2 separate regions of the Mus musculus genome follow, and region 1 is linked to region 2. The links are chromatin contacts, called in public HiChIP or PLAC-seq maps. All regions are on one chromosome and are shown on one strand. Each heading gives the region's core, a stretch centred on a gene start, on an enhancer-like site or on the middle of the called end of the contact. The rest is flanking DNA. Distances are from core to core; before and after follow the strand shown. Region 1 has its middle 13 kb from the start of Pigm. Region 2 overlaps Copa (coatomer protein complex subunit alpha).

Region 1 (6,399 bases), core at 922-3,421, 290 kb before region 2:
CACCCTTACACACCACACACATACCATACACACACTCACACATATACCACACACACATACTACACACATACACACACTCTCACACCACCCACACACTCACACACACACCACATACCACATACATACCACACTCACTCACACATACACTACACACACATACATAACACACACACACACTCACACACCACATACACCACATACACACACACACTCACACACCACATATACCACACACACACTCACACATACACCACACACACACACTCACACACACACTACATACCACATACATACCACACTCACTCACACATACACCACACACACATACACACACACACACACACACACACACACGCACTCACACACCACATATACTACACACACACTCATACACACACTGTCACACACCACACACACACTCATGCATGCACATACATACCAACACATATTGTCCTCAGGAGCTAATCTATCTGAAAGAAATAAAAGCCCAGTGAAATATAATAATACCTCAAAAATATTAGCCTTACACCCACATTTTTCCTTACTAATTAACCTCTCCGGTTTTTATAACTGGAGTTTTTATCGCTCAAAAGAGGCTTGTGAGTTAGGCCTTGAAGAGTGGGTGGCACAAGGTCTGAACGCCAGGAGACAGGCAAGCCCACTTGACAGAGAGACAGCACAAATGAGGGCTTTGCAACTGGGGTCATTCCCGAAAACTGCATTATCCGGTGAGCCAGAGTGAGGTGGAGGGAGGGAAAGCAGTGGGAGACAGAAGGCGCTGCAGCGGCGGTTGGACTTCTTGCAGGTCACGGAGCTTCCCCGGTGCTTTCATCAGAATGGTGACAGGAACAGATGTGCCTTAGAAAGCAGACGGTGGCAGCAGAGGGGAGGATAGATGAGAGGTGGGATGAAGGGCAAGAGAGATGGAAAGCGAGACCAGTCAGAGCTATCGATTCTAGGTGCGGGATAATGAGGGCCTGCGCTGGAGAACTGGCAACGGGCGATGGCAAGATGCCAGCGGGCTCTGGGGACATTAAAGGGTAGAGCCGACAGGATTTAGTGACTGATTAGACGGGGGCAGGGTAGTAAGAGAAGGAATAGGAGGTGATTATAAACTTCTAACTTAGAAAACTAGGCAGACCCTGATGGCATTTGGAAATGACAGGCAGTAAGAAAGTGCTTTCTTTCCCTTTGCACAGCTGTCACCATGGACACCCTGTGAAGAACTCAACTGTCCCCACCTCCCACTTGATGTACTCCTGTATAACTCAATTCAACAAACCAGGGAGAGTAGGTGGAGCACCTTAGTAGCTCAATGGCGTTGACTACTCTCGCCCATCTTTGCTTGGGTCTGTAAAACCCCTGGAAAATAAGGGAGTAAGAGAGAATGCCAGTCCTTATAGAACTCAAGGCATAGTCACGCACTGAAACTGTAGGACAAGATGACCTGCACTGTAAAATAAAAGTGCTGTACCGGAGGATGCTTTGCAAAGGTCACCCTTAAACAGGAACTGGCGAGAGAGACAAGAAGGGCATTTTACCACAGGAGCAGCACATGTTTTCAAAGCGTGAAGAGACGGCAAATTTGGGTAAGGTGGTTGGGAGGAGGTAGATGAAGCAGAACAGGGAAGAACCAATCATAAAGGTCAGGTGAGGAGCAATGGCTTAGTGGGTGGAGTGTTCCCCTAGCACGCACAAAGCCCTGGGTTCAGTCATCACTATGTGTAAACCTGGCACGGAGCACATACCTACATGTAAGTCGTGGGTCAGGAGCCAAGATGATTCTTGGCAGGCTGGAGAGATGGCTCAGTGGGTAAGAGCACTGCCTGCTCTTGCAATGGTCCTGAGTTCAATTCCCAGCAACCACATGGTGGCTCACAACCATCTGTAATGGGATCCAATGTCTTCTTCTGGTGTGTCTGAAGAGAGCAATAGTGCACTCATATATAATTCTTGGTGATACAGTGAATTCAAGGTCAAGCTGGGCTTCATGAAGCTATCTCTCTCTCTCTCTCTCCCTCTCTCTCTCTCTCTCTCTCTCTTTTAAAGGTTGTGGTGGTTTGAATAGGTGTGGCCCCTATAGACTCATGTGTTTGAATGCTAGTCCCACAGGGAGTGATACTATTCGGAGGTGTGGCCTTGTTGGAGTAGGTGTGGCCTTATTGGAGGAAGTGAGTCACTGGGAGGGCAGGCTTTGAGGGCTCAGAAACTCAAACCAGTTCTCTTCCTGCTGCCTGGGTGTAGAACTCTCAGCTCCTTCTCCAGCACCTTGTCTCCCTGCATGCCACCATGTTTCTTGCAGTGATAATAATGGACTAAACCTCTGATCTGTAAGTCAGCCCCAGTTAAATATTTTCTTTTATAAGGGTTTCTGTTGGTCATGTTGTCTCTTCACAGCAGTGAAACCTTAACTAAGACAAAGAAGATCATGTTGATTTTGTAAAGGCCTGTTTAATCACCGACATCCCAGCCATGGCTTCCCCCTCCATCCTCTCCTCCTAGGACCTCCCTCCCAACAGCCCCTTCCTGTCCCATTCACTCCCCTATGTTTCTCTTCAGAAAAGGGCTGGCCTGGATGGATATCAACCAGCCACGGCATATCAAGTTGCAGTAAAACTCGGCACCTCCTTTTCTATGAAGGCTAGACAAGACAACCCCGGTAAGGGGAAGGGTCCTAAAAGCAGGTAACTGAGTCAGAGACAGCTCCTGCTGTTAGGAGTCCCACAAGAAGACCAAGCTACACAACTGTAACATATGTACAAAGGGTCCAGGTCCAGCCCATGCAGGCTCTCTGGTTGATGGCTAAGTCTCTGTGGGCCTTACGGGCCTAGGTTAATTGATTCTGTGTGCTTTCTGTGATTTCCTTGGTCCCTCTCGCTCCTACAATCTGCACCCCCTCCATAGGGTTCCTCGAGCTCTGCCAGATGTTTAGCTGTAGGTCTCTACATCTGTTTCCATCAGTTGCTGGGTAAAGTCTCTCTGATGACAATTGGGCTAGACACCAATCTATGAGTATAGCAGAATATCATCAGGAATCAGTTCATTGACTTTTTTTCCCATTCGTGTTTGGTTCTCTGGTGGGTCTCTGGGCTATCTAGCCTCTGGCTCCTGACCCCTTGGGCAGTGTCAGGGGTGGGCTCCCTCTCATGGCATGGGTCTCGAGCTGGACCAGTCACTAGTTGGCCACTTTCAAATTTCTGCACCACCTTCATCCCAGCACATCTTGTAGGCTGGACAAATTGTAGGTCAAAGGTTTTACGGCTGGGTTGGTGTCTCAGTCCCTCCACTAGAAGTCTTACCTGGTTACAGGAGATGGCTGGTTCAGGCACTGTATCCCCTGTTGCTAGGAGACTGATTTTAAGAAGGAAATTTTTAAAAGCCACTGCTATTATCCAGTATTAAAGGGAAGCAGATAACATCTTAGTACCCACCTATCCCAGGTTCTACACTAGCTTTATCCAGACCGAGGATGGATTAGTTATGTGGACATTTATTTCAGCCATTGAATTGTGAGTTACAATCACTTTTCCATCAGTTGCCTGTATCAGACTATGAAACCCTTGAAGAGAGAACTGTTATTTTTATCGTCTTTATTCCAAGAGCCTGAGTATGAAACCAAAGTTGATACCTAGCACTATCCACTATGAATGAATAATCATTGAACTAATCTTTTTCCTGCACTTCCAGACTTCTAGAGCCCAGTGGATCATTTTCTGTTCACCATAGCAAAATGTTCGCCAGAGGAAGGAATGAGGACCATCCTGGAAGATCTGGGTTCCAGCCCTCCTAAATATACTATCTTGGACCTTGGACAAAGCATACATATTTTTAGTAATTTATTGATTTTTTTGGGGGGGCATATATGCTACAGTGCTTATGTGTAGGTCAGAGGACAGCTTTCCCAAGTCAGTTCTCTTTGTAGTGTGTGGGTCTTGAGGATCAAGAGGTCAATAGAATGATATCTGAAATTGCATACATGCGAAGTGCCTACGTCATTCCCATGCAGGCTCTTTGGTTGGCAGCTCAGTCTCTGTCTGCCCCATGGGCTCAGGTTAGTTCTGTGGGTATTCTTGTGGTGCCCTTGACCCCTCTGGCCCCTACAATCCTTCCTTCCCATCTTCCACAGGATTCCCCAAGCTCTGCCTAAAGTTTAGCGGGTCTCTGCATCTGTTTCCATCAGTTGCTGGGTAAAGCTGAAGTGGAAATTTCTGGTTTCTTTGGAAATTCAGATATGTCATATGATGTTTTGTTGGGGCAAATAGGTGAAAGGATGTTTTGCTGAAGCAGATATAAGTGAGAAGATGTTTTGCTGAAGCAGACATGTAAGAGGACACATGATGCTTAGAAAGACTATGACTCCACAGACAGTGGAAGGTGGCTCTGGCATTGGTCAACCTTGTAGTGTGTCACTGATCTTGGCTTGTCATGACCTTGTAGAAACCAACTCACCAAAGAACTTCTCGTGATATTCCAGAGGCTTCTTGACATTTCTTCCAACCTGGGCCGATTGGCAGAGCCTCTCGGGCCATGCTAATTCCTGAGTGGTGATTGCTGAGTGGACTGGACTGCAGCTGCTGATTGCTAGAGGATTGGAACTGCCCCAGTGAACTATTTCTGAACAGGTCCACAACCCCTGTTTCCTATTAACCTTTCTTTTCCACTACCTCTGGTGGCTGGTGGGCTAGAAGGGAGGTTGAAGCATTTAAGAACCCTTATTGAAGAAGGTTTTGAAAACTCTAAGCCTACGTGAATCATCTCTGGTGACAACTGGGCTAACCACCAATCTATGAGTGTTACAGAATATCATTAAGAGTCATTTCATTGACTTTTTTTCCAATTGTGTTTGGTTCTATCGTGGGTATCAGAGGAGGAGTGGATGGGGTGGAGGGGACATTGGGGGGAAGAGACTGGGAGGAGGGAGGGGAAACTTTGATTGGGGTGTAAAATAAATGAAATTAAAATTTAAAAAAATCAGCCAGTGATTAAACATACCTTTAAAAAAATAAACATGACCTTTGTCTCAGGGTTTCATTGCTGTGAAGAGACATGACAGCGGCAACCCTTATAAAGAAAAATATTTGACTGGGGCTGGCTTACAGTTCAAAAGTTTAGTCCATTCTACACAAATGAAATTTCCCTAGGAAATCAGCCATTTTCATGAAGCATTAAGAGAAACTTGCAAAATAATTAGAAAATAAAGAACTGGGGTCAGCGGTGGCAGGATCCAACTCTGGCCTTGCGTCAAGCAGCTCTTTAGTTCCTGAAAGCCACTAGTTTCTGAGTAGACTTTTTTTAAATCTGTAAAATAAGCATAGGAACATCCTCCACCCAAGCGTTTACCCATCCTCATCTTAAAAATCACAGTATGTTTATGGAAGCTTAATGGGGTCTCACATAGGTTTTACTAACAGAGTATGTTTCTAATGTTACTGCTATTCCTCAAAATCAGAACATTTATTTTATTTGAATCATCTATGACCATATTTGACACATGGCAAGGATCTATAAATAACTGCCCAAAGAATGGAGAGCAAAGCAGGTTAAAATGTTCTTTGTGAAATGAACTGAACCTCAAATATTCATGCTCCAAATTATTTTAAATAGTCACTGTAAGTGTCATTTCACTTTAGATAGCAGACGCTGCAATTAGCACTGTGTCTGCACAGCTAGAAACATTGCCATTTAGTCTGGGTTTTATTCACCATAATGAATATGAATGCGTTTTGACTAAATGAATGGTTCTGCTAGAGTGGTGCTGAATACAATGTGCTCATGCTATTGTGATACTTCTGACCCAGGCAGAAGACATGTACTTCCATCCACAGAGCACTAAGCTTTGAACGACAACCTCCGCCCCCCAGTACCACACAATGGAGAAAAAAATGCTATGCAGATTGGCGGCCCAAGCCAAACCTCCACTGATTAGTGCCAGGCATTAGTGGTACAAGTCTTTAATCCCAGCACTTGGGAGACAGAGGCAGGTGGATCTCTTGAGTTCGAGGCCAGCTTGGTCTACAGAGCTAGTTCCAGGATGGCCAGGGCTACACAGAGAAATCCTGTCTGGATTTCCTTTGGAACTCTAGAATAATTCCCTCCTCTTATTCCACCATCTAGTGTGTGTGTGTGCATGTGTGCTCCTGTGTCCGCACACACACATCCATAATATATAATCCCAACTCACACACACATATACATAATATATACATATAATTCCAATCGAATCCTTTGCTTTGATAATGCCATAACTTTCATGGCTGAATAAAACTCTGGTATGTAGACTTCACCTTTTCTTTATTCACTGGTTCTGCCTTTTAGATCACTGTAAATTGTGCAGCAATAAACAGAAATAAAACCATATCTCTGTAGAATTAGATGTTGGACCTGGGAGTGGGATAGTCG
Region 2 (7,056 bases), core at 1,613-4,112:
GCTTCTACGTTCTCACTCTGAGAACTCTAAATGTTCACTATTAGTCTCCTATGAGCTCCTAAAAGCACATCACAGAGAATGAGCTTAAGGTCAAACAGAGCTTCATGGTGAAGATCACTAAAGAGCTCCATCTCCCAAAAGTAAGAGATGAGAATGAGAAAAGCTTCCGGTAGGTGGCTCTGAAAACTCTGCTTCTCTTTGTTTTCCTATTACCACTTATAAGAGACAAAGCTAAGGAAGAATCACTTTGAAATCTACAAACTTTCAACTAAATCCCAGGAGCGAGAAGAAGAAATGGTCCTTACCTGCTGCAAAGAGGTTAAGGTTGGGATGGGCAGCCAGGACCCAGAAGCGATCATGATCCCTACGGAAAGTCTGAACCCCAGTCCTAGAAAACCAAAAGGTACAGAAGAAACCGTTAATCAAGGCTCTTCAGTACAGCATGCACAAGGAAAGTGAGTAGCAGGCCTGGAAGATGACTTTACAAGTGCACTGGAGACAGGGAATGCTGTGCACTCAGCTAAGGATCAGGACCACACCCACAAGGAACACAGTGGGAGGGAAGGCTTCACACTAACCCAGGCCTAGGCAGGCCAGTTTCTCCCTTGTCTCTCCTAATGTACTTTTAGTTCACATTTCTACCTCTTTAGCTGAACAATGAAGGGAAGAAAAAAATATACTCAAATTTAGAGGAGAAAAAGAATACAGGGAGATTTGTACCTAAAAAATATTGTTGCTATTTTAGTCTCTAAGGGTTTTTGCTGTTGCTTGCTTATTTATTTATTTACTGCTTTACAGCAGTGTGGATTACATTTATGGCCTCATGCATGACAGGCAAGCACTTTAACCACTAAGCAATACAGCCTTAGAACTTCAGAACACAGGACTTGGTTTTTCATCATGCTGAAGAGAAAAAGAAGTATTCTAATTTTTTCCTTTCCTTTTACAGATATTAATATTGCATAAGGAGTGTGTGTGTGTGTGTATGTGTGTGTGCGCGCACGCACGCGCGAAGACAAAGGATAAGACAAAGAAAGGGTCCTTCTCTTGGGTTTGGTCACATGACATAAATAATTCCCTTACCGCTTAGACATATCCCAGACTCGAATACTCTTGTCTTCAGAATTGCTGAGGATCAACTCTTGGCGAGGGTGAAAAACAGCACAAGACACATTGTTGTAATGGCCCCGGCAGGTGTCAACCTCCCATGCCTTTGATTCTGAAGAACAAAAGGAATTGTTATCACAATTCTCTGTAATAACTCTGGGATCTATAAATCCAACACCCATTCTTTAAAAAAAAAAAAAAGATTTTAGTTGTGTTTTTAGTTTTGTGTGTATTTATCTGTATGTGGTTTTTTGCATCTGAGTGTAGTATCTGTGGAGGCCAGAAGGCAGCCCTTGGGCCCCTGGAGCTGAAGTAACAGATGTCTGTGAGCTGCCTGACATAGGTGCTAGGAACCAAACTCAGCCCTCTGTGGGTCCACTGAGCCATCTCTAGCCCCAGCTTTTTGAGGAGACAAGGTTTTGCTATATGGCTCAGGACGGCCTTGTGCTTGTGATCCTCCTGCCTCAGCCATGCATGCTGATACTGCAAGACTATACCATCATGTACATGCATGCTGATACTGCAAGGCTATACCATCATGTACATGCATGCTGACACTACAAGGCTATACCGTCATGTTGACACTGCAAGGCTATACTGTCATGTATATGCATGCTGACACTGCAAGGCTATACTGTCATGTACATGCATGCTGACACTGCAAGGCTATACCGTCATGCTGATACTGCAAGGCTGTACTGTCATGTACATGCATGCTGACTCTGCAAGGCTATATCGTCATGCTGATAGACATTGCAAAGCTATACTGTCATGGACAGCTGTGATGATGCTCTTTAAATGCAAGTGCTAAGTACTATTGCAAAATGCTAAATCAATTTTCCCCAAATGGGACAATGTTTTTCATGTAAGTTTCTTCCTCTTTATTTTATGTTTATTTTTTTTAGTTACTTGAACCTTTTTTTGCGGGGGGGGGGGGGTGTCAAGACAAGGTTTTGCTGTTGCTCAGGCTACCTTTGACCTCCTAGGAATTGTACTACCTCAGCCTCTTTTTTTTTTTTAGGAAATCTTTTTTTTTTAAATTAATTAATTTATTTATTATATGTAAAGTACACTGTAGCTGTCTTCAGACAGCACCAGAAGAGGGCATCGGATCTCATTACGGGTGGTTGTGAGCCACCATGTGGTTGCTGGGATTTGAACTTCCGACCTTCGGAAGAGCAGTCGGGTGCTCTTACCCACTGAGCCATCTCACCAGCCCCTACCTCAGCCTCTTGAGTAGCCACAGCTACCTCAGCTCCAAAATTCCTGTTTTTCTGTACATCTCTGTTCTTTTATTATGTACCTCTACTGACTGTAACAGCTATATTAAATAATTCTTTATGCTTCTACTCTTATTTTATCCACATAGTATATGTATTACTTGCTGATTCTGAGAACAAATATAAACTCTATATCATGGAAATTTTGAGTCACAATAATATAAATATGGCCCTAAACACAGTCTAAAACAAAGCAGCTACTCACAATTTGTCACATGAACTTTTACTCTTGACTATGCTCATATCTCTCAAAATCAAGATACTGCCATGAGGGGTGTGGAGGGGAGGAAGAGACAATGATCATGCACTTAGGAATAGCAGTAAATAATCAACTAAGGCCTAAGGCAGAAAAATAGGCCAAAGTCCAGAAAACCTGGCTACTTCCCCTTGCTGGCTGGCTGCCACTTTCTTGGCTATGGCAACATCGCCAGTACCTTACTCACCATTCATACGCCAGATCTTCACTTGCCGGTCATCTGCCCCAGATACAATAAGGGGCATAGTCGGGTGGAAGGCAGCCCAGTTGACTCCACGGTCATGACCCTGTTAAAAAGAGAAAAAGTGGGTCTTCTACAACAGCTGTAAAAACACAATTCAAAGAAAACCATGCTAGTGTTTATAACAAAATGTGTCTGTTTCTTTTTCTGTGATACGGGCAATCAAAGTCAGGGCCTTACAGGTGCTGAAGTCAGTACTCTATCACTGATCTATTTCCTCAGCCTCTGAAATACTCAAGGCAAAAGACTTAAGAGATTGTGCCACTGTAGAGATCATTTGTTGATATTTTATTTTCATTTGACTTTTTTTTTTTTTGTAACAAACATTTGGGTTTTTTTGTTTGTTTGTTTGTTTTGGCTTACTATAAAGCTTTGAACATTAGAATAACCATATCAACATGTCCAATATTAATTCAAATTCTCATGGGATGTTGCAAACATTTCCACAAGGAAATTCAGCTTTGTTTATAGTTAGGTTTTCCTTACTTTTTACTTGTCTATATATGTTTTATTTCTACAAGTAATTGCAACATCATAAGGATAAAGATTTATAAGTTAACGCCTAAATTCTCAAATACCTTGAAAGAGTCCTAAGATCCCACTGGAAAATCTACAAGTTCAAAGCTATTTTTCAAATCCTACTAAGATTTTATTTGCCTTTATTGTTATTCTCCATGACTACATAGTGGTGTTTTCCACAGGATGCATTATAAGTGATGACATCGTTGTTCTGACAGCTAATAAAATGTATGCTGACAAAATCCACATTTTAAAGGTTCTCAGGTTTAGGCTGGAGGTGTCATCCAGTAGAAGGGCATGTGCACAAAAAAACAAAAACAAGGGGCTACAGAGATGGCTAATCGATTAGGAGCATTGATTGCTCTTACAAATGACCCAGGTTGGGTTCCAAGCACCCAGATACTGTTTCTAACTTCAGTTCCAAGGGATATGGTACCCTCTTATGGCCTCTGAAGGCAGCAGACAGACAGTAACATGGTACACAGATACACATGCAAGTAAAATACTCCTCTACATAAAAATAAACTAGTTAAATTAAATTCTTATGAAGCTTTAAGAGTCTAAAGGGCATAAAGTTAAGGACGCTAACTTCATGACAGTCTCTATGCTATTTACACGACCGTACTTCATTTCTTTGGCAGAACGATGCACATGGCAGTGTTGAGTGAGAAGTGTTAGGGTATTTTGTATTTGTAAAAACATGTGGGTTTTGAAGTTGGAGCCCAGGATTCAATGCATACAGCTGGACTTTGGGGAACTGTAATTTTTCTAAATCTCTTTTTTTTTCATCTGTGGGATTAAACAGTTCACATTTCAGCGAGTAGTTTTATAGTAAGACTTTAATTTTAGAAAACCTAGTTTCTTTTCTTAGGCTTTTCTATTTCCCACCATGAACAAGTTTCTTACATCTTACACATAACTGGCTCTTGGTACTTCTCACTGATTTTCTTTGGGATCTCTCCTTCTACAAGGTCTAAGAATGGCTTTGCTTCATGACAGTAATGGGACACATGTCCAGCTTTCTTCCTACTGGATTTACAAGATGCTATAACTCTCTCTGAGGTGACATGTAATCTTCCTTTCTCTGTTGGCTTACTTAAATTCTATTCCTCAAATCTCAGACGGTCTCTGACACTTAAATATTTGCTGAAAGAATTGAAAAATAAACGTGGGCCAGTGAGATGGCTCAGTGATAAACTGCTTGCTACTCAAGGCACAGTTCAAATCCTGGGACCCACAGAGAGAACTGAGTGCACAGAACTGTCACTGTGGACTCCTCACGGGTGCTGCAGCACACATGCCCACACACATCACACACTCATTTCCAGATGAAAATTAAATCAACAGCATACCGAGATTGTCTCTAGAGAGTAGCATACCCTCACCCACAGTGAGCGACAGAGATAAGTACCTCTAGCACATGCTTCACCACGGCATCCGTGGTTCCAAACAGATCAACGCCAGTTATTCCTCTCACATCCGACTCCACCGCACCAGGAGACAAGTTTTTCTTCCTTAGACCTTTGGAGGGTTAAGGAGTGGGATGAAAGATGCAAATATAATGTTATCAGTAAGAGCACAGTAGCAGAATCACGAAAGGTACAGCGAAAGACTAAGATAAAATGAAATGGGAAACTACAACTAGAGGGAAGGAAGAACCACACTCACAAGCCTACTTACCCCTCACTAGCTCTTCCCTAACACTCAACGATCCCTTAGTGGGAGCCAATCCAAATTCTGACACAACTAAGTTCATTAAATCTCACCTCCAAGAGCTGTCTATTTTAGATTAGTAACACTACCCATTCTTTAATCTTCCCAAAATGTGGCCTCAAATGGTAATCATTCAATGTCCACATTCAGGTTCATAAAATCTATACCTTTTTCTATCACCTTAAAATTTTATTTATTTATTTTATTTTTACCTTAATTTTTTTAAAAATGTATTTTATTAATAGATATGTATGGATGTTTGTCTGCATGCACATCTGTATAACACATGTACGCCTGGTGCCTGTAGAACCCAGAAGAGAGCTACAATGTCCCTGGATTTACAGGTGGTTGAAAGCTGCCAAAAAGGTGCTGGGAATTGAAGCCAGGTCCTTCAGAAGAGTGGTCAGTGCTCTTAACTGCTGAGCCATACCTCTAATCCTCATAATAAAAAATTTAAAGAAATGCTCCTGGGGAAGATCTCACTTTAGTGTTTTCCAAGCTGGAAGCAATTTACAGGAAAGTTCCAGATGCACTGCTGAAGTAGACATAATAAACAAAACAGCTGTCTAGCTTGGAAGAACTATTACAAATACTATGAGAAGATATGGCAAAGAGTCCTCACACTTCCTACTTACCTCCTGAAAAGGACATCAAATAATTAAAGCCGTCAGAATTCTTCATGTTCTTGCATAAAATGCTGATTATAGATATGAACATACGTATTTTTTCCATTAAAACCTACAGAAGCTATTTTTCACTGGGAGGAATTATTAGCCCATAATTTTTAATGATAGGAAACAAAGACATCAGGATAAGTGTCTGATCTGTGGCGACCCACGCTTATGACCCATCTACACACCTTTAAAGCCTGAGTGCTTGCATTAAGGTGTGGCGGGTCATACATGCAATTTCTACAATCAGGAGGCAGAAACAGGAGTACTGTTTTAAGTTGAGCCTGGCCTACAGAGAAAAGTCCTATTCCAAAAAGCAGGGAGAGGTAGGGGAAAGCTGACTAACTGTATTAAAACCAGAACCAAAATTATAGTACAAATACCAGTTTCATCAGATTTGTTTCTGATAACAACCTTTAAAGACAGGTAATAATCATATATAATTATACCAAATTACATAAAACAAAATTAAGACTAAATTCCTACCTTTTAAAATATTTGGGAAAGAAAATACCTAACATTTGTTGAAACTTTTTAAAAAGACAGTATTTTAAAGCAAAGACTAAATAAAACATATCATTGAAAATAAACCCTGGGCTGAAGAGATGGCTCAGCAGTTAGGAGCACTGACTGCTCTTCCAAAGGTCCTGAGTTCAAATCCCAGCAACCACATCGTGGCTCACAACCATCCATAATGAGATCTGATGCCCTCTTCTGGTGTGTCTGAAGATGGCTACTGAATACTTATAATAATAAATAAATCTTTGGACTAGAGCAAGCGGGCTGGAGCAGAGGTCCTGAGTTTAATTCCCAGCAACCACATGATGGCTCACTATCATCTGTACAACTACAGTACACTCACATACATAAAATAAATAAATAAATCTTTAAAGAAAGAAAGAAAGAAAGAAAACAAACCCTAAGAAGCTCCACACTAAAATGTGTAGAGAAAGGAAAGAAGTTCAAATGACTCATCTTGCCAGTGTTGTAAACTATTTTGTATTTCTGCTAGGGTAGTGCCTAATGCCAGCACTGCATAAACAGTTTTAATTATTTTATGCCCAATTTAAGAGATGCCTTAGCCATAGGCATAGAGACATAAACCGGATGAAAAACAGGAAGTGTTTTCCTCACACTTCCTAAATACATGATCACAAGGATGCCTTACACTTATTTCATTTGTCCCTTTAATAGGATCTGTCAACTTTATCTATTGAGTGAAGTGTATAAAACAGGTTCAAAAAGATACAAAAGCAGACAGCTGTGAGG

The links. HiChIP or PLAC-seq counts read pairs in DNA pulled down with a chosen protein or histone mark.
Region 1: a contact with region 2 is called in an HNF4G HiChIP or PLAC-seq map of pancreatic cancer cells. The contact joins two enhancer-like sites. A contact is called at or near these places in 1 of 115 datasets of contacts at active chromatin or transcription factors (pancreatic cancer cells) and 2 of 9 other capture datasets (adipose tissue and pancreatic islet).

What each region holds. Positions count from the first base shown.
Region 1 is chr1:172,386,808-172,393,206 of GRCm38.p6, reverse strand. No RefSeq gene overlaps it. Among named protein-coding and RNA genes, the nearest start is that of Pigm, 13 kb to the right of the region's middle. Within about 2 kb of position 2,171, at least 49 of the 459 cell types and tissues checked have an H3K27ac peak or open chromatin away from gene starts, as enhancers often do. A contact at or near this core is called in pancreatic cancer cells, where this site is marked.
Region 2 is chr1:172,095,542-172,102,597 of GRCm38.p6, reverse strand. Copa (coatomer protein complex subunit alpha) reads right to left here. Exons shown (of 33, transcript NM_009938.4): 7 at 4,815-4,924; 8 at 2,831-2,930; 9 at 1,084-1,219; 10 at 306-388. Among named protein-coding and RNA genes, the nearest start is that of Ncstn, 16 kb to the right of the region's middle. Within about 2 kb of position 2,862, at least 14 of the 459 cell types and tissues checked have an H3K27ac peak or open chromatin away from gene starts, as enhancers often do. A contact at or near this core is called in pancreatic cancer cells, where this site is marked.